Linked DNA regions of Mus musculus: regions 2, 3 and 4 are each linked to region 1. The links are chromatin contacts, called in public Hi-C and Micro-C maps. All regions are on one chromosome and are shown on one strand. The core of a region is the stretch at or near the end of the contact, and the rest is flanking DNA. Distances in the headings are between cores, read along the strand shown. Region 1 holds the start of Tbx18 (T-box18). Region 2 holds the start of B230323A14Rik (RIKEN cDNA B230323A14 gene). Region 3 holds the start of Sox14 (SRY (sex determining region Y)-box 14). Region 4 holds the start of Foxl2 (forkhead box L2).

Region 1 (5,364 bases), core at 1,578-4,077:
TCCCCTCGCCAAATCTGGACCCTCCAGGATTTTCTGCCTTTCCTTTAGCTACCAGTTCGCTTAGGCTGACTCCAACCCCAGAGTGGCTTTCAGTTAAAATAGTGTTTGGCAAGTGCCGGCAGAGGCCCGACTGCACACTCTTCCACTTCTAATCCTTCCTTAATGTAGGTAATACAATGGGAAAAGAGATTTTTCTCTCCCTGAGTTATAGGAACACACTCCCGGGTGACCAAGCATACACCAACACCTCTACAGGAGATCATAGGTGCGTGCAGACCAAGCCTTGCAAATGAGACTCCAGGATTTGGAGGTTCGGGGTGGGGCACGCCGAGTGGCAGTGCATTCGTCACTCTCTTGATTTGAACAGCAGGATTTGGCCTTTTCTTAAGCATACATTTGTTGCAACCGGGGGTGGGGGTGGGGACGGGGGGTGGGGTGGGGGGGGGGAGAAAGGCCTCGGGAAACTAAGGCTTCCGTAAAACCCCTTTCCTTGACTTCTCAGCGGACTGGGGTCTAGTTTCGCTATCCAGCCCGGGATGAGGTTCTCTGATAGTTTCCAAGGATTGCAGGTCGTGCTCTGTGTACACAGTTTGCAACCCAAGGGGGAACCAGTTTGTCCTTGGTCCTGGAGCTGGAGCGGGATTCAAGCAGTGGGACCAGTAGTAAGGGAGCTAGCGCCCTCATTCAAGCTAAGGGAGCTAGCGCCCTCATTCTGCCTCAAGAGCTCTGCGCATACTTGGACCCATAGCTACTACTTTTATTTTTGTTGTTAGTTTGTAATATTGTTTTCCAGTTTGTTTGTTATATGAACCCAAGTCAAATTTTGTACCCCGAGGCTCCAGCTGCCAGGGGTAACGTTGGAAGAAGACGCAGAGGGACAGCGGAGGGCTTGGGACCCTGTGCTCCTCAGGGTAGCCTAGAAGGCCTGTTTCAACATCCCAAACCAGTTTGAACTGTGCGGCATTTAAAGGGACAAGATCATAACTACAAAGTAGGCTTCCGGTCTGGAAATCCCTGCGGTTTCTTGGAATCAGCCGCCCAGCCTCCTCCTGCGGGCTGGTCGAGTATGCCAGAAACCTTTTAGTGACTCCACCCCCCCCCCCACCTCCGTCACAGAATTTATGAATCCCTTAGGCTGCAAGCCGGCCTTGCTCGGAGAACCGCTCCATTGGACCATCTATGAGGGCCCAGGGCTGGGGCTGGGCGCTCTAGCTCAATGGGCAACTGAAGATACGTAGCTTCACGCGGGAGCTTCACACAGGGCCTTGAGTTGTTTGCTTAAACTCTACAGACTTCGTCCTAGACTCTCCCTACTAACCCAGAACTTTCCAGGCTGCCTCTTCAAGCTTTCTGGTTGGCTCCCGCTTTAGGCCAAACTTCACTAACCGGGTTGAACTTATTCAGGATACCACATCACCCTACACTCTGATGAGTCTGCGAGAGCTTCTCCAGACAGCTTCAAGCCAGTAGGCTACACCGGCTCCCAGTGCCCCAAATAAAACAATGTCTTCCAATTGAACGCATTTTTCAGGCATTTAAAAATCTGCATCCACAGCAAAGATATTACCAAGTCCTTTCTGGCCCAGGCCTTGCAGGCGCCTCTAGGCACTCGCTGCTTGGTTCAATTTCTTCCCAGCACTCCAGTCCTGAAGGAACTGCAGGTTTCTCTATCTATGATTTAAAAACAAAACCCTCCTTCCGGGGTTGATGGTACTTTCAGAGGCCATTTTCCTGAATGCCGAGGAGAAGCCAGAAGAAAGCTAGGACTGCAGTGTTTAAATGAACATCGAATAAAGGAGGCAAAGCAAAATGAAACAAAACGAATCGTCCCTGGCCTATTTTATACTAAAGATTTGTGCACATAGTGAATTTTATTCTACAAGTGATTTTTTTTATTATCCCCATCAAACCCACATCCTGTTAATCCTAAGAAAATGTTGAGTTTAAACAACAGAACTGCACATACATGTTTGCGATCGTTCAATTCTAGAGTTCTGCTTTCTTTTGAATTTATTTTAAAGAAACACGCCGATTAAAAAAAAAAACCAATATGAATACGAAGCTACTTTTAACATACAGAACTTTCAAAAAACATACAGAAATTCATAAAACATGGTTTACTTTGTGAAGTTTTGAAGTTAAACCTATATCATTAAAGACAAACAGAATTAAAATCCCAGGACCTACGTTTTAAAATAATTAGTCCTAAATAAAAGGAGACACCTTTCCTGAATCGGTTATATGAAGGTCTGAGAGATATTACAATGATTAATTTTTAAATCTAAAAAATATCAAATATGCGTAAACTCATCTCACGTAAGAAAAAAATCTTCGGAGTAAGATTCAAGCCCGTGGTCATTCTCTCCATACAGTGGGCATCAATAGATGCAGGAATGTTTAAGTGAGAAACAACAAACTGTTGGCTGTAAGTTCCTGCCTCCTCCAAATGTACTTCTTAGCCCCATGGACAGGGATGAGAGACCGGAGATTTAAGGGTCCTTGAAAGATCCTCTATACTACTAGTTACGGATCTCTTTTCTCGGTTAAACCCTGAGGCTCAGCCTTTCCTGGTCCTGATAAGAAAAGCCTGAGAAGCGACTGGGTTGGCGGGTGTCAGCAAAAGAGGGTTCAGCTTTCTAGAGACTGGCAGAGACGAGCCAGATGGCGGCGCTTTTCGGTCTGAGATTTTCCGACCTTGTAAGGAAGTGGGCGCGGGCTGAGCGGAGTTAGATTCTCCTGATTGGTAAACCGTTTCGGTGATGGACAGCTCCATAGGACCCTCCCCCGCCGCTTTATTGACACTAATGAGCAAGTTCTTCCCACCGCTCTCCTGCCTTGAAGTGCTGACAGATCAAGGCAACAAATTTCAATTACAATCCCTAATTTGTGTCCGCAGAGTGTTTTTTTTTTCCCCGTGTTAGTCCTCTCGGGCTCATCAGTCGAGGCAGATCTTGGAGCAGCAGGAGGAGGTGGAGGGTTTGGGAGTCAAGAAGTGCATCATTGAACTCGAGGGAGAGACAGAGGGAAGGAAACTTGGCGGCCGCGTTCCTGCTTCCTCGGATCCCAACGCCAGAGAAAGAGGAAACGGCAAATTTGTTTTTGCCCGCAGCTAGGAAGGGGACAGATCTCGGGAGGCATCGGGAGCTGCGGAGCGTTTGGTGGGGGGCCAGGAGGGCGAGCGCGTGCGTGCGCCCCAGCCGCGAGTATATGAGAGAGGGGCGAGCGGGCTCGGGGAGGCGGGGATGGCGGAGAAGCGGAGGGGCTCACCGTGCAGCATGCTAAGCCTCAAGGCGCACGCCTTCTCTGTGGAGGCACTGATCGGCGCCGAGAAGCAGCAACAGCTTCAAAAGAAGCGGAGAAAGCTGGCCACGGAAGAGGCGGCGGGGGCGGTGGAAGACGCAGGCTGCAGCCGTAGCGGAGGCGCGGGGGAGCACGGCTGCTCGGAGGCCGACGAAGAAGCGGCTGCCCCGCCGCCGGCAGCCGGGGCGGCGTCCGGGCCAGCGCGGAGCTGCGCGGACGCGGAGCGGAGCTGTGGCTCCCGCGGAGCGGCGGGTGAGTCGATCGATCCCTTCCTGCCCCAGCGGCTTCCCGGTGCGTCTCCGCCCGGCTCCCGCGAACCTGAGCTTCGGTGAGGCAGCGCTAGCGCCCGCTCCTCCCGGGCCTCCGCCGCCGAGCCCCGGGGGCAGGCGTTGAGCCGTCGGCCCCGCACACCGTCCATCCGCGGCTCTCTGCCCGGCTCGGCGGGCTGCCGCCGTCCTCGCCTCTGCGCCGGGAGGGTTCGAGCCCAGGGCTGCCGCTGCTTTTCACTTCTCTAAGTTTTAGGGGCCCCCGGGGCGCGTGCGGGAGGGCGCGGGCTAAAAGCGCGGAAAAGGGCTCGGACGCCCAGAAGTTGGGTGCGCCAACCGGGGAGGCGGCGGCGAGCTCGCCCACACTCTCTGCCCTTCTGAACGCGGAGCGCTACTCCTCCGGAGCCCAGGGCGCCTCGGGGCGGGCTTTTAGCTCTCTTCTATCCGCTGTGCTGCGGGGCCCGGAGAGCCAGCAGCCCGGAGGATTGCCTGGAGCGGGGTTTGGGGAAGTTCTCAGAAAGTGCCTCGCGCGAGGCCCAGAGGCCCGGCGGCCTCCTGGGGCGGAGGGAGGAAGGGGTGACCGGAGCAGATCCCGGCAGCGGCCGCAGTGAGATCTGCGCCCAGGGACAGTGAGCTCGGGGACAGGTCTCAGGCCCACAAGGCGGGGCGCATGGGGAGTTTGCGGGCCTGGCTCTGGGACATAGGAACTCGGTGGGACCCTAAAGGCCTCAAGGCAACTCCGATCGCCCCGCGCGGCAGGACTGCGGGCAGCTGTCCTAGGGCCTGGCCCTGAGATGATCCTCAAGGCCGGATCGCCCCCTCACTGCTTCCCCGTCTCTACCCTCTGCTGTCCAGGCAGCTGTGAGGATGGCTTCCTGCAGGGCGCCTCCCCGTTGGCATCCCCGGGAGGCTCCCCGAAAGGGTCTCCCGTACCTGGCTTGGCACGACCGGGGACCCCGCTGCCCGCGCCGCAGGCCCCGAGAGTAGATCTGCAAGGAGCGGAGCTCTGGAAGCGCTTTCACGAAATAGGCACCGAGATGATCATCACCAAAGCCGGCAGGTAAGCTTGAGTCTCCGTGTGTCCTGGGACTTTGGCCTCACCGGACCCTGGCCGCAGCTCTGACCCACCCAACAGGGCCCCAGACAGTAGCTTCCTTTCTAAATCTTTACTGCTTTCTTTCCCAAAGCACTGTCGAGGAAGGGCGCATCCCGGCCCAGTTTCATTTAGGTCTGAAAGATCTTTGTCAAGTTGGGTGCTACAGCCTTAGCGATCCATGCTCTGGGTTAGGGAGTGTGAAGTAGTTACAGGTATGTCATGTGCACCTCAGTTTACATTTATTTAGGCTCTAGTTATCAGTCCTGAACTAGGTTATACATGACCTCTCCTGTTTTAGTTATTTTTTATTTTAATAGTATTTTTTAGCATACTCCGATTTCTTTTTTTTAAATTCAAAACTTCCAGATTGGTCCCAGCACCCAGTCCATGGTGTATTGTGTTATTCTGATATTAGGCTACCATGAAAAGTCACTATGGTCATGTTTAATCATGTATCAAGAATCATTAGTCTGATTTTTAAAACTGTAGACACCACACACACACACACACACACACACACAGTCCACTACCTTAAATTAATAGAATGCAAAAACGTTGGAACGAAGTTAATGTTTTTTTTAGACTGTGTAATTCGTGTATGGTTCATTAGTCAAATAAATGGATTTGTTGGCCACATCATATTAATTTGAGGTCAGTGCGAGAAACTTGCACTTTCAAGTTTTCGGCTCATTTAGTGTAATG
Region 2 (5,364 bases), core at 2,132-4,631, about 18 Mb after region 1:
GACCGCGGGGGCAAAGCCCGGCTCAGCCTTGTCGCTGCAGGTTGCATGTGGTTCACATTCCGAGTAGGGGCGACGGGTATTGTTTTTGGCGTTTGGGAAACTTTCAGAAGCTGCTGGGTATGTTCCTGCCACCTCCCATCCGGTTTGGTAAATATTAACAAACTGGACGTGGTTGTTTTCTGGATTGTGTTTGTTGGGTTGGAGGGAGGGAATGGCTAAGGGGAGGGTTCTCCTCTCCACACACACACACACACACACACACACACCTGCTTAACAACACAAGGAATCAAAATCAATATTGTTTTTGTCACCCCTCTGTCTCCTTTTCACTCCCTCGGCAGCTCGGGTGCCACTGAAGCGAATTGTGGATTTATGGAGGGAAATTAGCATAAATTATTGCAAAATCTGCAGCCGTGTGTGGTCCAGCTTATGGGAAAAGAGGCTCTAGCAAACTTTCAGTAGAGAAAGGTGGTAGGCGGTGGGCTTGACGAGTCGATGAACGGTCCGTGCTGGAGGGGATCACCATTTGGTTGGCACATGGGGTATAATTGACTTGTGTGTGTTTTATATAGTTTTCCCAACAACCCCTTAAGCCCCCCGGTCGGATGTTGCCCCCTCCCACCTCCACCAAGCTTCTATTGGCTTTGGGTTTTGTACAAAAGACTGACGCACTTTTTCAAGATTTCTGGAAAGCATTCAGTCTCTTTATAATACCATCCTTAAAATGCTGTAAACAGCTTGCAACTCCACCCTCCCTCTCTAGGGCTTTGAAGACCTCTGACAGGAACTGAGGTAGAACTTTGCAGCAATGCCCGGGAGTTAAATGTGCCTCTACAGCTCCATTCCCCTCACAAGCAAACTTAAGTGATTAAGTTCTGTTTACTTGATTAACCCTAAACATGGGCAGTGAGCCTCAGCTTCCTTCTCAAAAGTAATGAGACTGAAAATTCGGCAAACATCAATTCCTACATGTAATACTGCATGGACACAGTGGTGACAACTTTCCCCAGGGAAATGAACAAAGATTTATTCCAAGTTAAAGTGATTGTTTTGGGTTTGTCCGTGTCCCCCCCCCCCCCGTGAACGTTTTCACTTTTAGAATTTAGTTAATCTTCTGTTTGCTCTGAGCAGTGATTTCGACAACCACACAAAGACCCCTTTTGCAGGACAACAAAATGTCAATTGTTAAACCTTACGCTATTCCTCACCCAGACCGGGTAGAAAAGTATCTTACTGGTTGCCATTGGGGGTAGGGCTGGGGGGGGGGGAGGTAGGGACGATGGTCTTTTACCATCTGGGATGCAATCACCATAAATATTTTATCCATCTTTGCATTTCGGTATGAACCCCTGCACATGTTTGCTAAAGGGAATCTGTAAAATACTCAAGGGCTTCCAAGCCGGCACCTTTCCACCCAGGAGCAATCCTACCTTGGCTTAAAGCCGCGATTGCTTTAGTGCCTCCGAAGCTCTATCTAGAGCAAGCAAGGCAAGGAACCAGAACTCCATCCCACTTCAAACACCCCTCGGGTTCCCCACCCCTTTGCGCTCCCAGCTCCTCCCACTGCAGGCCCTGGAGCCTAACCCGGGCACGCGCAGAAACACCACCAAACCTTAGTTTGTTGTTGTAGCGCGCGCAGCTCAGTCCAGTAGGGCTGCCTCTGGCCCAAACTGGGCCTAGGGTCCAACTGATTTAATCTTTGGAGAAGGGAGATCCACATATCTGCCCTGTTCTAGCCTTGCCCCCAGAGACGGGTCAATGCTTCTACCCCCACCCCCCTGCTCGCACCTCCTCCCTCCTCCTGGTTATTTTTTCCCCCGAATTAAGAAGGTGACTTGAGTCTTCCCTTCAAGCACTCTGTTAATATTGAAAAACGTGCGCTTGCATCTAAAGCGCAGCAGCCCAGGCGCCAGAGCCATTTCAATATTAATGAAATTGTTTAATCTCCTAAATTCGTCGTGTTTAAGTTACGTTTTGGTGAGTTATTGACCGGCTTCGAAACTGTGGTTAATGAAGTTATGTGAGTAGGGATGTGTGTGTGTGTGTGTGTGTGTGTGTGTGTGTGTGTGTGTGTGTGTGTATGTGTGTGTGTGCGCGCGCTCGGAAGCTGAAAGGTTTTCTTGCTATTCACAGACTAATGCTCTACTGTCACTCAAAGTGTAACAAACGTCACACTACAACTATCAGTCTGCTCCTATGGGGGAGGGGGAGGAAGAAAGAAAAAAGGAAAAAGAGGTTTTCGGAGTTTAAAGACAGTTCTGTTAGGCTGTAGGTATTAAGTATTTAACCTAGTGGCATGGGGTTCTTTTTAAAACCACAAAGGCCCCCGGAAAGCGCTGAAAAGCGTGGAACTCCTGGCTTGTACTCATTGCGTGCAAGCCGAAGGGTTGAGTCGCGGTTTATTCCCTAACAGTTTGATGAAGACGGCGACGACGAAGAAGAAGATGATGATGATAATGATACTAATGATTCATTTAATCCTCACAAGGCAAATATGAACTCGAAGGAGCCCGCTATTCTCTCCAGGCCTGGTGCCACGTGCCCCCCCCCCCCCCAAAAAAAAAACCTCGCTGGTCTCAGCAGGCACTGTTTGTCTTTTCATGGAGTTCTAAACTCTAAAGAAACTATTCCCATGTAAAAAGGGGGAGGGGTCTGCAAAATGCTGACCCGCTAACTTCCAAGAAACCTCAGACTTCGCAAGCACCTGGAAAAAGGAGACCCGGAAGCCATAGCGTACATTGGACAAACTCCCGCCCTCCCCAGGCCCACACGCTGCCTTGCCTCAATTTACCCTGAACGTCCTTGTGCCCATTAAATCTCTGAAAAACGTATTAAAGCAGAACCTAATACATTCATCCATTCTTTTCAAAGAACAAAAAACAAAAAACAAAAACCCCAAACTTACCTTGGCCTGGAGAGATGGCTCAGCCGTTAAAGGCTAGGCTCACAACCAATATATATATATTGAATATATATATATTCAAAACGGACTTATCCACCCAGCTGTCCAAATATATCTATCTATATGCGTCTATTAACTTTACCACCTTTTTAAAGCGACAGACAAATTTCTACCTGCCTCTTGCAGGACTGGGGGTGGGATTGCGAGGTAGGTTTCCATTTGAACAACCCATCCAATCAACCCCGCGCAGTGGCAACCAAAGTAGAAAGGTCGCCCTTCAGGAGAAAGCCTGTGCTATAAGTTAGCTAACAATACAAACCCGACACAAAGCAAAGGAAACAGAATACCCCAGCCGAGCAATTTCCATGTCAAACACCACCGGCGCGGCAGATAGCTCAGAGTGAGTGGTCACCTGCCAGCCGGCTCCGCGCGCTGCTCCGCTCATACCTTCCCATTGCGCACACCGGTAGGCGCTGCCCGCTCCCCGCGGGCGGCAGAGGCTCTTCCCGGTCTCCCAGTCTTCGGCTGGAAGTGATTCCTATTGGCCAAGGTGTCCATGTAAATAGGTGTGAAAGAAACCAGCGCTGGCCAGGCTCTCTCTCCTCTCCCTCAGTCCCCTCCCTCTGCAGCCCCCGCTCCCCCTCCTTTTCCTCCTCCTCCCAAGGCGATTGTCATACGATAGCTAAGAAGTGGCACATTAATGAAGCGCCGCTACAGGGGTCTTTTCTGCTCCTGTCACCGCTTAAAACTATCAGATGGTTCGAGGGTGGACATGGAGGCAGCCACCTAGCTCAGCGGAACCACGAACACCACAGCAGCGTCCTCTGGATCCCTGAGGCGGCGTCTGCCACTGTCCTCACGGGCACTCCGCAGCCGAGTTCGGTCTCCCAGCAGGGCGCACGACCCACGAGCGCGCTGCGCAGCCCGCGGAGAGGAGCTCTACCGGGCTGAGTCCAAGCCTAGCTGGCAGCGAGTCTCACTGCTCCCCGACGCTGCGCTCCGGTCGCGCGCAGGGAGGGACTCGGCCACCAGCCACGCCATCCCGGATGCGGACCGGCAACTTGGAACAACTTTAAGGTGAGCATCTATCTCTCTGTCCCCTCCCCTGAATCCAGGTCCTACCTACTTTCCTGCAAACCTCTCTGCTGCTCTCGGTCTTCCCCTCTCCACTTCCCCTAGCTGAGTCTTACCCAGTTTGGTGCGCAAAGTTGCTGGCACCCGAATCCCCTCTTCCCCACCCCCTATATCTGTGACTCGGCCTGAGTGACCTCGCCAGTGTCTCTGCACCTATGCTGCCCTTCTCCATCACCTCCCCCCTTCTCAGATTCGACCAGTCCTCCGGGCCGCGCGGACCCTGAGCAAGTGGCCAAGCAAGAAGATGCCTCGGCCGGGCCGCAACACGTACAGCGACCAGAAGCCGCCCTACTCATACATCTCGCTGACCGCCATGGCCATCCAGAGCTCTCCGGAGAAGATGCTGCCGCTCAGCGAGATCTACAAGTTCATCATGGACCGCTTCCCCTACTACCGGGAGAACACGCAGCGCTGGCAGAACAGCCTGCGCCACAATCTCTCCTTCAACGATTGCTTCATCAAGATCCCGAGGCGGCCAGACCAGCCGGGCAAGGGCAGCTTCTGGGCGCTGCATCCCAGCTGCGGGGACATGTTCGAGAACGGGAGCTTCCTGCGGCGTCGCAAGCGCTTCAAGGTGCTCAAGTCAGACCACCTGGCGCCCAGCAAGCCGGCGGACGCCGCGCAGTACCTCCAGCAGCAGGCTAAGCTGCGGCTCAGCGCGCTGGCCGCCTCGGGCACGCATCTGCCGCAGATGCCGGCCGCTGCGTACAACCTGGGCGGTGTGGCGCAGCCTTCCGGCTTCAAGCATCCCTTTGCTATCGAGAACATCATCGCTAGGGAGTACAAGATGCCTGGGGGGCTGGCCTTCTCTGCCATGCAGCCGGTTCCGGCTGCCTATCCTCTCCCTAACCAGTTAACTACCATGGGCAGCTCTCTGGGCACTGGATGGCCACATGTGTACGGTTCCGCGGGTATGATCGACTCAGCCACCCCCATCTCCATGACTAGTGGCGACTACAGCGCCTATGGAGTGCCGCTGAAGCCGCTGTGCCACGCCGCGGGCCAGACGTTGCCCGCCATCCCAGTGCCCATCAAGCCCACGCCGGCCGCAGTGCCCGCGCTGCCAGCTCTGCCCGCACCCATCCCCACCCTGCTCTCGAACTCGCCGCCTTCGCTCAGCCCCACCTCCTCGCAGACAGCCACCAGCCAAAGCAGCCCCGCCACCCCTAGCGAGACACTCACCAGCCCGGCCTCCGCCTTGCACTCGGTGGCCGTGCACTGACCCAAGGAAGCTGGGGCTCCGTCTTGGTCCACACCACCCCTCTCAACACTTCCCTGCTCCGGGTCCAGCCCTCCGCGACCTAAAACCGCCACCCCGACTTGCCCAT
Region 3 (5,364 bases), core at 1,277-3,776, about 12 Mb before region 1:
AGGCTTTGGGAAAGCAGAAGCTGTGTTTAGATTACCTATGTCCTAATGTCTGGATAAGTTGTGCCCCAAACTTCTGGTTTTGCGCTCCCCTGAGTGGGAGAGTGGGGAGCAGGACTCTGCAATGGGTCCAGGGAATGAGGTCTAGGCTTTCTGGGGAGGCACAGTTTAGAAAGACCACGCAGTGCAATAGTCACAGGAATTGAAGATCCCAAGAACCCCTGCCATTCCAGCTAAGGGGTCTTGAGTAAACCGCATCCAACCCCTCCCCCACCCTACCCTCCCCCCAGCCTGCACGAGTTGTGTTACGTCCTCTTCCGATGGAGGATAGCTCTTGAATTGTAGCTATTGAGTTCCAACTCAGGGCTCGATTTGAGAGGATTGGAGAAGAGAGCCATCTACTAGAGGAGAAAGAAGAACTAAGAAGAATTGGAAAAGGGTACTCTCCAGTCCCAGACTGCTCCAGGGCAACTAGATAGACTGTCTAGGAAGCCAGCTCAGAATAAAAGAACCTGAGACCCAGCGTCAGATCCCTCATTAAGCAATGTCCAAGAAGTTGAGAAGTTGTACTACAATGGCCTAAACCTCTAAGTGTGGCTGGTGAGTCCTCACTCTGCAAACACGGTTATTTCTCTCATTTCTTTCCAAAGCAGCTACCATCACCCAGTAGAATTAGTATCTCTGGATCTCCAATCCCCTAGTGTAGCAGGTGAGATCTAAGCAGGAGTTGGCTTCTAAATGTTGAAATTCTCCTGGAAGTTCGCAGAACGGTACTTCTGCTTTAGTAATCTCTAGGGAGGTGGGGGCCAGGGGGGAGCGGAAAGAAGAGAAGGGAGAGGTGAGGAGAGAGAAGGGGACGGGAGGGAAGGAGAGAGGTAGAAAGGAGAGAAGCTGAGAGTGAAGGGCCACCTTTGGAGGAATTCAAATGTTGTGTATCTGCTTTACAATAGGAAGGTAGCCTCCCCAGGTAGAGGTGAAAGTTTTCTCAGAAAGTAGGGGCTCCAGCTGCCTCTAAATAAATCAGAATGAAGATCAGTTCTCCCGGAAATTATTCCTCATCTGTGAAATGGGAATAACATCCAACACTGTTAAGAACAGCCCTAAAGCTGACCGATTTCCCGCCCCCCCCCCGCCCCCACGTTTTTGCAATCATAGGAAGCGGAAATAAATTCTCTCCTTCAAACACAACACACTACATTAAAAAAAAAGGCCCTCCCTTCTTGCCGCCCACCTACCCCCACTCGCAGCTTCTGGTAGCCGACTGCGCCGTGGGCATTTCGGCCTGTCCTCCTCCCGGGAGAGACTGGCTAGCGCAAAAGCCAATAAGTCTGGAACACACTCCAGTCCTTCAGGACCCGGGACAATGGTTTCCATTTAATAAATATTTCCCCCAAGGGCATTTCGCATCGGCCAGGCAATTATTCAAAGAAAACAGGCTCGCAGGTTGGCTCGGCGGGTTATTTCGTCCTCTTTACCCGAAGAATGCTCATCTGACTCGAGAAACGAGCCCCCATCCTCACTGGGTGGGAAAAGGCACCCTGAGAAAAATTGACCCTAGCTAAGAGGGTACAGCCTGAGGCTCCACGCTGCAGGCGCAGAAGAGAGACCAGGAAGGTCCCCAAGCCCCGCCTTCCCTCTGCCCTTGCAGTTTGGACGTTGAGGGAAGCTTCGAGTTTTAAATCGCCTAATAATAATAACATAGGTGAATAAGAATCAGGATGGACCTCTGCCTACCACACTCAACCCTCAAAGTGAAGAGTCCTAGTGGCAAGGGCCCCCAAAGTGAAGAGTGTTAAGGGCTTGCCAATCAGGACTCTAAACCTCTGCGAAGCCCGCATGAAGCATCCTGGTCTCGGCTCAAAGCTCTTGGCTCCGACCCCCAGGGACCCAGAACTGCTCCGCAGAGCGTCCTGGATTACAGGTGGAGGCGCCGCCTAAAGCCAACCTGGGAGAATGATACCAAAGCACCGTAGATGTTCTGGCGCGAAAAGTTTATTTTGGTTTTGGCCTGAGTTTGATATATTCTTTTCCTCTCCCAAGGATCTTTGACAAGTGTGTGTTGTTGGGGGCGGGGTGGGGGTAGAGGGTGCTGTCTTCCCATTTGGTGACGGGACTGTCCTATTTATCTACGTGAGCTCTGGGCTTGCTGGCTTGGCTGACAGCTTCCTGGGTCTTTATATTATTAGAAGCACCGGTTCTCCTTTGAACAACTGGGGAAGAAAAACAGGGGTCACGAAGAGTTTTAATTTTTTGACAGTGCCAGAGACAATGTGAACCCCCGCCCCGAATCCTGAGCTATCAAGCCGCTCTGTTCGCGGTGGCGGTCTCTCTGTCCCTCATACCTCTCCCCGCCCCCATCAGGGACGCTCCGGGTTTCCACTACTCGCGAGTTGGCAGGTGCGCCCCCTCGCCTTCCCTGCTGCTGATTGGAGCCCAGGTTGGGGAGTCGCCGCCCCGCGCTTATGTCAGAGTGCGTGCGGTCCCGGCCCACCTCGCCTTTGAACTTCGCCGCTTTTGGCTGCAGTTCACCAGCCTCCCCGCATTCTCGGCCAGGTGCAGTGCTAGGCAAAGCAGCGCCCGGAAACCACGGGAGGGGGGGAGCCACGGCCAGAGAAGCCAGGGGAGAGACGGGAAGGAGAGAAGGCGAAGGTGAAGAGGGAGCGAAGGAGGAATCTCCTGCCCTTGCCAGAAAATTACCTAGCCACTTAATCCCAAGACTCTGGTACTTGGGCCCCAATCTCTGGTGCCCACAGACTCCAGGCCGAGCGCCCTCTCATCCCCGCTGCCCTTCCTACCCTTCGGCCCCCTGGGGGCTGCCTGGGGGCTGGGACTGGCATGATCAGTTGAAAACTTTGCAGGGTCAGCTCTTCTCTCTGATTTCCCCTCTGCGGCTCCGAGACGAGGGGAGTTCAGAGTCCCGGGCTCAGGACGGACAGAAAGACAGACGGCCAACCGCGCCCAGGCTCGCCCGCAGAGCCCCTGCATTCCCCGCCCCCGCCCGCCTCGCCGGGACCATGTCCAAACCTTCAGACCACATCAAGCGGCCCATGAATGCCTTCATGGTATGGTCCCGGGGCCAGCGGCGCAAGATGGCCCAGGAAAATCCCAAGATGCACAACTCGGAGATCAGCAAACGCCTGGGCGCCGAATGGAAGCTCCTGTCCGAGGCAGAGAAGCGGCCTTACATCGATGAAGCCAAAAGGCTGCGCGCCCAACACATGAAGGAGCACCCTGACTACAAGTACCGGCCGCGGCGCAAGCCGAAGAACCTGCTCAAGAAGGACAGGTATGTCTTCCCCCTGCCCTACCTGGGCGACACGGACCCGCTCAAGGCGGCCGGCCTGCCCGTGGGGGCTTCCGACGGCCTCCTGAGCGCGCCCGAGAAAGCCCGGGCCTTCTTGCCGCCTGCCTCGGCACCTTACTCCCTGCTGGACCCTGCGCAATTTAGTTCCAGTGCCATCCAGAAGATGGGTGAAGTGCCCCACACGTTGGCCACCAGCGCGCTGCCCTACGCGTCCACCCTGGGCTATCAGAACGGCGCCTTCGGCAGTCTCAGCTGCCCCAGCCAGCACACGCACACGCACCCGTCCCCCACCAACCCGGGCTACGTGGTGCCCTGTAACTGTACCGCCTGGTCTGCCTCCACCCTGCAGCCCCCTGTCGCCTACATCCTCTTCCCAGGCATGACCAAGACTGGCATAGACCCTTATTCGTCAGCCCACGCTACGGCCATGTAACCCCAAGCTTGGCCCGGACCTGATGGGTAGCGTGGAAGCAGAGATCTGAATCCTTTCCTTTGCACCTAGTCTGGCCCGCAGATGCCTCTGGGTCAGGCCTGCCGCTGCCCCTTGCCCACCCCAGACTCTGCCTCTCTCTTCCAGGGGGGAAGGGAAGGGCCATCATCCTGGACCCAAGGCACAGACTGGTGCCAGAAATTTGCAAACATTTAGAAAGCTACACATCTTCTTCCCCTCTCCCGACTCTCCCAAAGCAAGTCTCGACTGTACCCCCTTTGGACAAAAAAAAAAGTAGGCAGTTTTGCTTTATTTACGTCCCCCTCACTGTCCGCGGATAGGCTTTGGACTCGGAACTCCCAGATCCTGGTATTATATCTAGAATATGCGTATATATATATTTTTTCCTTTCCCACTGAAGAAAAAGAGCTGAGTCTTGGTGCTGTGCCGTCAGACACAGCTAGGCACCATTTGCTCTTCCTGTGTGTGGGGAGGTGAAAGGCTTAAAAGTTTAAAACTTCAGGAAGGGAAACCTTTCTGTTTAAAACCATACTATGGTCGTGTTTGCTTCGATAAAAAGAAAACAAAAAGGAACCACGTGGCTTTTCGCTTTGTGTACCCGCAGTACTCCTAGACACCTAAGTTTACTTTTAGACAGAATGTCAGGTAATGAAGTCAGGAAGTAGAAAGTGGACAAAACCTTAAAATAATAATAATAATAATAAACATCCTACATGGTCATAAATGTTTGGACAATGTCTTGGAAATGTACCTAGAAGGATTTTTTCCCTCATTCCTCTGTTCATTTGTTGAACAAAGACGTTTTGAATAAAGACAATCTGTCATTGCAAAAAAGTAACCTTGGATGTGCATAAAAATCTAGTAAGGAGGCTCAGGTCAAGGAGATGGAGTCTTCTTCCAGGCTGGCAGTACCTAGAGGGAGTGAAGCAGGGTAGGCTGCAGGAGGTCCTGTCCTGGCAGAACCTGGTGGCCTATGGCCTATAGAGGGGCCCTGACCCCAGTTTTGCCTTTAGAGGCTTGGCAAAGGTACCAATATCACAGTGCTGTGCCTTTCCCGCAACCTTCCTAAAGTGGGTCAAACAGCTCCCAGCAATGAATGAACTATGATGAAACCTCTTGAGTTCTGGGTGGGTTTGCTTTTTAACAACTACACTCCAAAGACTGGGGGGTCGCAGTGTTGGAGGGAGGAACAAGTTTCTCTACAGGAGCAGTGTGTACTGCTGTGGGTGCTTAAGTTCAGAGCATGGGATGAAAGCGGTAGAATTGGTGGGGTTGGTTTTTTTTTTAATGTTTGCTATCACTGCCCCCCTCCTGGGAATCTGGGACCCCAAACTAAGTTTCTAAGTTTAAAAATGTTTTTAATTGGTTGATAACGACTTTGTTGTTGTTGTTGTTGTTCCGTTGTGGGAAAAAGATTGGCGAAAAAAGAAAGGAGACAATACTGCCATCCATCAGGCAAAGAGTTCTTAAAACACAGATTTTTAAGAGGAGATTCCATCTCTTTCCCCCTCCATGTGAGTGTTTTGTTGAGGGTGCCAAGGCTTTGCTGATGCTATCTAGCTCAACAGCTCTCTTCAGAGTTTGTTGTCTAATTTGAAACGTTCTTCTCACC
Region 4 (5,364 bases), core at 1,604-4,103, about 11 Mb before region 1:
ACAGCGTACGCACCTAGTACAATTATGTAAGAGGCAAAATATAAACTTACACGAACGCAAAACGAGAACAAACCTTGCCTACAGTAGCCTCTAGCGAGGGCCGGGTATCTTTGCCGGTGTGAAACAGCCGCAACAGACAAACGATGACACAGAAAAACAAACAATCTCCTGAAAAACAAAGCAGCAGCGACAGCCCAAAGCGCCTGCCACCCGGGTTGTCCTCAACTCTTGTTTGTGTCACTTTTTAAAAGAACACAATTTTTCTTGAAAGGCTCGCTCTCTTAGCTAGCTAGCTGCTGAACTACGGTGTAAAAGAAACAATGCAAGTCCGTGTTAAAAGAAAAACAAAAAACAAAAAAATTTATTTGGGAATTGACAAGGGACGCCCTCACACACGTACAAACACAACAAAAGTGCTCTAGTTCCCTCTAGAAAATTTGGTCCCCGAAAGACATTACTCAACCACCAGGTCACGGGATTTCGGGCCAGCCGGCTGGGGCCACAAGCCCGTGTGGGCCGGCCATGACGAGTTTCACATTTCTCCTTCCGAAGGTGGAAGAAACAAGACATTGGAAAAACAAAAATCAGGGATAGGAGTGTCATCTGGGCGGTGTGTACCAGCCAGGCAGAGATCTCTTCTGGCATCCGGGGCAGAATCGGAAGATCCGGGGAAATTTGTTTTGAGTTCAACTTTTAAATAGAAAAGAAATTCCTAATTTGTAGTGGAAACCTTATTTTAGCTAGTTATTTTCTCCTCCCTCTGAACACAGCCTAATGAAGTCACCACGGGAATTCTTACACAAATTTCCCAGCAGGGTCGATGAAGAAAACCAAAACTTTTGATTTTGTTGTTTGGTTTTAGCAAACTCCAAGGCCATTACATTTCTCCTCCCCACCCCCCCATGAATGTTTTATTCTCTCCCTCTTTCTTTTTTTCTTTAAAAAGTATTTTTTAATATTTTCAAAAGCCTCACCAATCTTTTTCATAAAGACCTGGCCTGGAGGTGCCCTATGCGGTGCTCTGCGGAGCGGAGGCACCACGGCCTCACAAGGAGCGGGGGATGAGAACTCGGTTGCAGGCCGCGGAACGAGGCTGTCCCTGCTCCAGCCTGGGGCTCAACCCCCGCCCCGCCCAGTGGGCCCCTCTGCAAGCGGCTTCTGATCAGTTCCAGGAGGGATCGCAGAGCGACCAGACACGTTCTTTCCATTCTCCGGTAGTGTGGGTCCCTCTTCCCCCAGCAGCCTAGCGCTTCTAGTCGCAGACAGTCGGGGTGGGGAATTAAAAATAAAATCGAGCTTGAGTCCACCGACCTGGAAGAGAGGGCCAAGAGGTAAGCTGCGTCTCAGACACTTCGACCGCACCTCGGCCGGGGACTCACTCCCTGCGGTGAGGAGAGGAGGCCCGCGGAAAGCACGGAGTGGGCGGCCTCCGGCCAGCAGCACGGGAAAGCAGAGGCCGCGGCGGGGAAGAGCACCGGAGGAGCAGCGGAGGCGACAAAGCGGAGTCGCAGGAGCGGGGCGGACCGAGGAAGGGCAGACCGCTCGAGGGCTCTGCATCCAGAAGCTGTCCCGGAGTGCGCGCTGTCAGGCTGGCTGCTGCGGCTGCGACCCGAGCTCGGCTCCTCCACTCCCGGGATAGGGGTGGGGGACCGCTCCCGCGCGCGTTGGCACTCAGAGATCCAGACGCGAGTGCAGCGCGCCCGTCTTGCTGTCGTGGTCCCAGTATGAGCAATGCATCATGGCGAGCTCGGGTTGCCGGGCGCAGGCGAACTGCAGGCCGGGCGCGCTCGTGGGCGCGGGTGCCGGGGGCGCGGCGGTGGCCGGGCTGGCGGGACTGAGCTGACCCGGGGGAGGCGCGGCAGCCCCGTGGTGTGGCGGGGCTGGCGGGGGCGCAGCGGCCGCGTGCAGATGATGTGCGTGAGGGTGCGGGTGAGGGTGCGGCGGCGGTGGCGGCGGCGGTGGTGCGGCAGGAGGGCCCCCCAGGCCGTTGTAGGAGTTCACGACGCCCGGAGGCAGCGCCATGCTCTGCACGCGCGAGTACGGCCCGTAGGAGGCGGCGGGGCCCGCCAGCCCCTTGACCACCGCGGCTGCACCGGGGCTGCCCGGGCCGGCGGCTGCAGCGGCTGCAGCAGCGGCCGCCGCAGCCGCCGCCATCTGGCAGGAGGCGTAGGGCATGGGCGAGGGAGGCTGCGGCAGGGGCCAGGAGTTGTTGAGGAACCCCGATTGCAGGTACTTGGGTGGCGCCAGGTAGCCATAGCCATCGGCCCCAGCTCCGGGCACGCCGCAGCCACCCGCCGCTCCTCCGCTCCCGAAGAGCCCCTTGCCGGGCTGGAAGTGAGCGGGCGGCGGCCGGAAGGGCCGCTTCATGCGGCGGCGGCGCCGGTAGTTGCCCTTCTCGAACATGTCCTCGCAGGCCGGGTCGAGCGTCCAGTAGTTGCCCTTGCGCTCGCCGCCGCCCTCGCGCGGCACCTTGATGAAGCACTCGTTGAGGCTGAGGTTGTGGCGGATGCTATTCTGCCAGCCCTTCTTGTTCTTCTCGTAGAACGGGAACTTGGCTATGATGTACTGGTAGATGCCGGACAGAGTGAGCCTCTTCTCGGCGCTCTCGCGGATCGCCATGGCGATGAGCGCCACGTACGAGTACGGGGGCTTCTGCGCGGGGTCTGGTTTCTCCGGTGTTGTCCCGCCTCCCTTGCCGGGACTCGGCGGCGACGCCTCGGCCTCTTTGACTGCGCGTCCGCTCTCCGGAGCCAGCAGGGTCCCCGCCGTGTCTTCGGGCTCGGGGTAGCTGGCCATCATGACAAAAGCCGGCTCTCCGCGGCCGGGCAGCCCGGAGGCTGTGCTCTCCTGGTGCAGGCTCGCCTTGCAGGCGGGCGCAGGAGTGTGCGCTCGGCGCAGAGCCTCTAACTTCTGCAGGCTGCGGGGACCGGAGGCCTCGCGCGGCTCTCACTCTCTTCTCTTTTCCCCCCGGGGAGCGGTCTGCGGGAGTGGAAGTCAGCCTCTGGCCATCGGGAGTCTGCCCAACAGCGAGGGGCTCCGGCCCCGCCGCCCCTCCCCGCCCAGGCCAGTCCCCGCCTCGGTGGGTTTTCTTGGCTGAGCTCTCCCCTCCCCCCACCGCCCGGTTTCCCCGAGGCGCGACCCGCGTCTCTGGCGCAGCCGCCTCCTGGAGTCCCTAGTGCGCCAGGAGCCTCGCTCCGTTCTGATTCGTATGGGCTCCGCAGAGTTCCGCTTGCGTCAGGGGCCTTCGCCCCTATAGCGGGGCAGCCAGCAGCGCACGGGCGAGTTCATCTCTAAGTCTCCTTTTTTTTTTAAACGGCCGGCAGAACTTGGACCGGCCTTCCCGAGCCTCCGGAGCCTCCCGGGCCCAGCCAACAGCCTGCCTCACGCTCTTACGAGTCTTGAAAATCTGCGGGTGTTTGCTTCGCCGAAAAGCCCTGGTTGGGGCTCGCTGCGCCCTGCCAGTGCCCCGGGAATGCTGACCCCAGCGAGGAGAGGTGATCCAAGCCTCTGGGCAGCTTTCAGGTGAAAGAAAACAAAACCCTTTGCTCTGTGCTTCGGGCTGTGCTGGGGCTAGACTTCTAGCTTTGAGGCTTAGGGAGGGGCGAGATGGCAAGGGGGCCGGACCGGGGTGGAGTGGCCGAACTTTGCGGCAGCTGGAGGTAAACCAGCTCAGAGCTCGTGTCACGGAAGGCAGAAGCTTCGGCCTGCTCTGTCCCTCGAGCTCTCTGAGCCCAATTGAGGCTGGGGAGAGGATCGCTGGGAAGAGACACCCAGGAGTACCGCTCACTGGCATCGGACGTTTCGCTTCTCTGTGCTGAGGTGGATGTAGGGACCAGCTTTCTCCTTGGAACTCGCCTTGCAATCCCACAATTTGGGTGTGTGTTTTAAAGATCAAGTGGTATCCCTTGTACTCTGGCTTGGACACAGACGAGGATGTTGCTGAGGGGCTTTGGGGACTGTTGCGTGCACAAGTGTCACGCGTGGAAGGCACGGGGCAAAAATCTGTTCTTAAAGACACACGTGATACTGCGCAAGTGTGCTGTTCAGAAACCCAGGTATGCTTATATATGTACAATGTGTGAGACTTGTATTTGCTTATTTTTGCTTAGTGAGGTGTATGAATCAAGCACCAGAGTACATGGTTGTATCCATGAACATGGTTCGTGGATACAACCTCTTTTTTTTTTTTTTTTCCTGTCTTCCTTTGTCCTTCCTACCCTTACAGCCGTTACCTGCATCTTCTCCTTCCAGCATAGGTAAGGAAGGAAAACCACAGGCTGGGGAGGCGCTTTCTCGCGTCCCAGTCACGAATGGACAGTAGTCTTTCCCCTTGTTTTTAAGATAATAGCCGAAGTCTGGTGGGGATCCAGTTACATCTCCGAAAATAGAAAACGGACTTAGAGGAATTCCTTCCGTGCCAGCACAACATCAGGTGTGCCCTGTCACTCAGCCTTAACACAGGTTTGCAGTCTTGGAAGTGTGAGAGAGGCTGAGGAAGAGTGATCAGACACGTTGTGAAGGATAATGGTCTGAATGAATGATGTGTGCCAGTCACACATCTAGGTGGCTATCCCAGTGCCTGTTTCTACCTCTTTCTTTCAGGTTGCTTGGACTTTAAGAGTTCTCCAGAATGCCACGAGCCCACACTGGCCAGTGGCTCCAGCGGTCCGAAGACCATTTATCTACAGTGTGTGCTTGTGCTTCCCACTTTGAGATGAAGGGAAAGGAGGACTCTGTGTGTGTGTGTGTGTGTGTGTGTGTGTGTGTGTGTGTGTGTGTGTAGTCCAACATCTCAAAGATGACTACAGAGAGGTCAGCCAGGCAAACCCGGCCTAACCACCAGGATACAAGGGAGGTAGGCTTCTCTAAATTTCTCTGAGAAATACCCACATCTAGCCCTTATTGACAGTATCCCCAAGTAGCCTCCATGTTTTTCTAAGCTATCCCTCACCGCCCTGAGCACACTCAAGAGACAAACAGCACTTCTTCAATACTTGTCTGTTTTCTGAGCATGCCTGCAGGTGTTTGTCTTCTTCCTCACCATCAGGCATGCCCAGGTTATGGGTCTGGATCTGAGTCTGCTTGGTTCTGGGCAGGGGAAAAATATCTGGCTTTGGTCGGGACCAAAGAGGGTGGAGGTCGGTCTCCCTCTTCTTCATTTTTTTCTTTTTTTCTTCCTTTTTTTTTTCTTTCTTTGACCACCCAAGCTGACCCTGGGTCTCATCCCCCACCCCCTCCACGGCTCCATTTCCGGCCGCTCAGCTCCTCCTCAGCAGCCAGGTGTGACAGAATTGTTGCATGTGTCATCGCTTCCCTGAATTCCTCTGTCGGCTCCCTTTTCAGTCTTTAAGGAGCCCGAGGTGT

The links. Hi-C and Micro-C count contacts between places; a contact is called where the count stands out from the background.
Region 2: a Hi-C map of embryonic stem cells shows a contact between it and region 1, with 10 times the contacts expected there. The contact joins the promoter of B230323A14Rik here to the promoter of Tbx18 in region 1. A contact is called at or near these places in 3 of 39 promoter capture datasets (cranial neural crest, embryonic stem cells and second pharyngeal arch cranial neural crest) and 4 of 484 Hi-C or Micro-C datasets (all in embryonic stem cells).
Region 3: a Micro-C map of embryonic stem cells shows a contact between it and region 1, with 23 times the contacts expected there. The contact joins the promoter of Sox14 here to the promoter of Tbx18 in region 1. A contact is called at or near these places in 3 of 39 promoter capture datasets (cranial neural crest, embryonic stem cells and hippocampal neurons) and 4 of 484 Hi-C or Micro-C datasets (cerebellum and embryonic stem cells).
Region 4: a Hi-C map of cerebellum shows a contact between it and region 1, with 7 times the contacts expected there. The contact joins the promoter of Foxl2 here to the promoter of Tbx18 in region 1. A contact is called at or near these places in 3 of 39 promoter capture datasets (cranial neural crest, embryonic stem cells and hippocampal neurons) and 5 of 484 Hi-C or Micro-C datasets (cerebellum and embryonic stem cells).

The regions. Positions count from the first base shown.
Region 1 is chr9:87,728,723-87,734,086 of GRCm38.p6, reverse strand. It overlaps Tbx18 (T-box18), which reads left to right and starts at 2,827. Exons shown (of 8, transcript NM_023814.4): 1 at 2,827-3,552; 2 at 4,422-4,626. The coding sequence starts at 3,243.
Region 2 is chr9:69,759,163-69,764,526 of GRCm38.p6, reverse strand. It overlaps B230323A14Rik (RIKEN cDNA B230323A14 gene), which reads right to left and starts at 3,381. Exons shown (of 5, transcript NR_040765.1): 1 at 3,315-3,381. Foxb1 (forkhead box B1) reads left to right here and starts at 3,587. Exons shown (of 2, transcript NM_022378.3): 1 at 3,587-3,979; 2 at 4,227-5,364. The coding sequence starts at 4,281. The coding sequence ends at 5,258.
Region 3 is chr9:99,873,332-99,878,695 of GRCm38.p6, reverse strand. It overlaps Sox14 (SRY (sex determining region Y)-box 14), which reads left to right and starts at 2,526. Exons shown (of 1, transcript NM_011440.1): 1 at 2,526-4,590. The coding sequence starts at 3,012. The coding sequence ends at 3,734.
Region 4 is chr9:98,953,096-98,958,459 of GRCm38.p6, reverse strand. Foxl2 (forkhead box L2) reads right to left here and starts at 2,853. Exons shown (of 1, transcript NM_012020.2): 1 at 334-2,853. The coding sequence starts at 2,799. The coding sequence ends at 1,672. Foxl2os (forkhead box L2, opposite strand) reads left to right here and starts at 3,150. Exons shown (of 8, transcript NR_003248.3): 1 at 3,150-4,055; 2 at 4,226-4,256; 3 at 4,342-4,432; 4 at 4,603-4,855.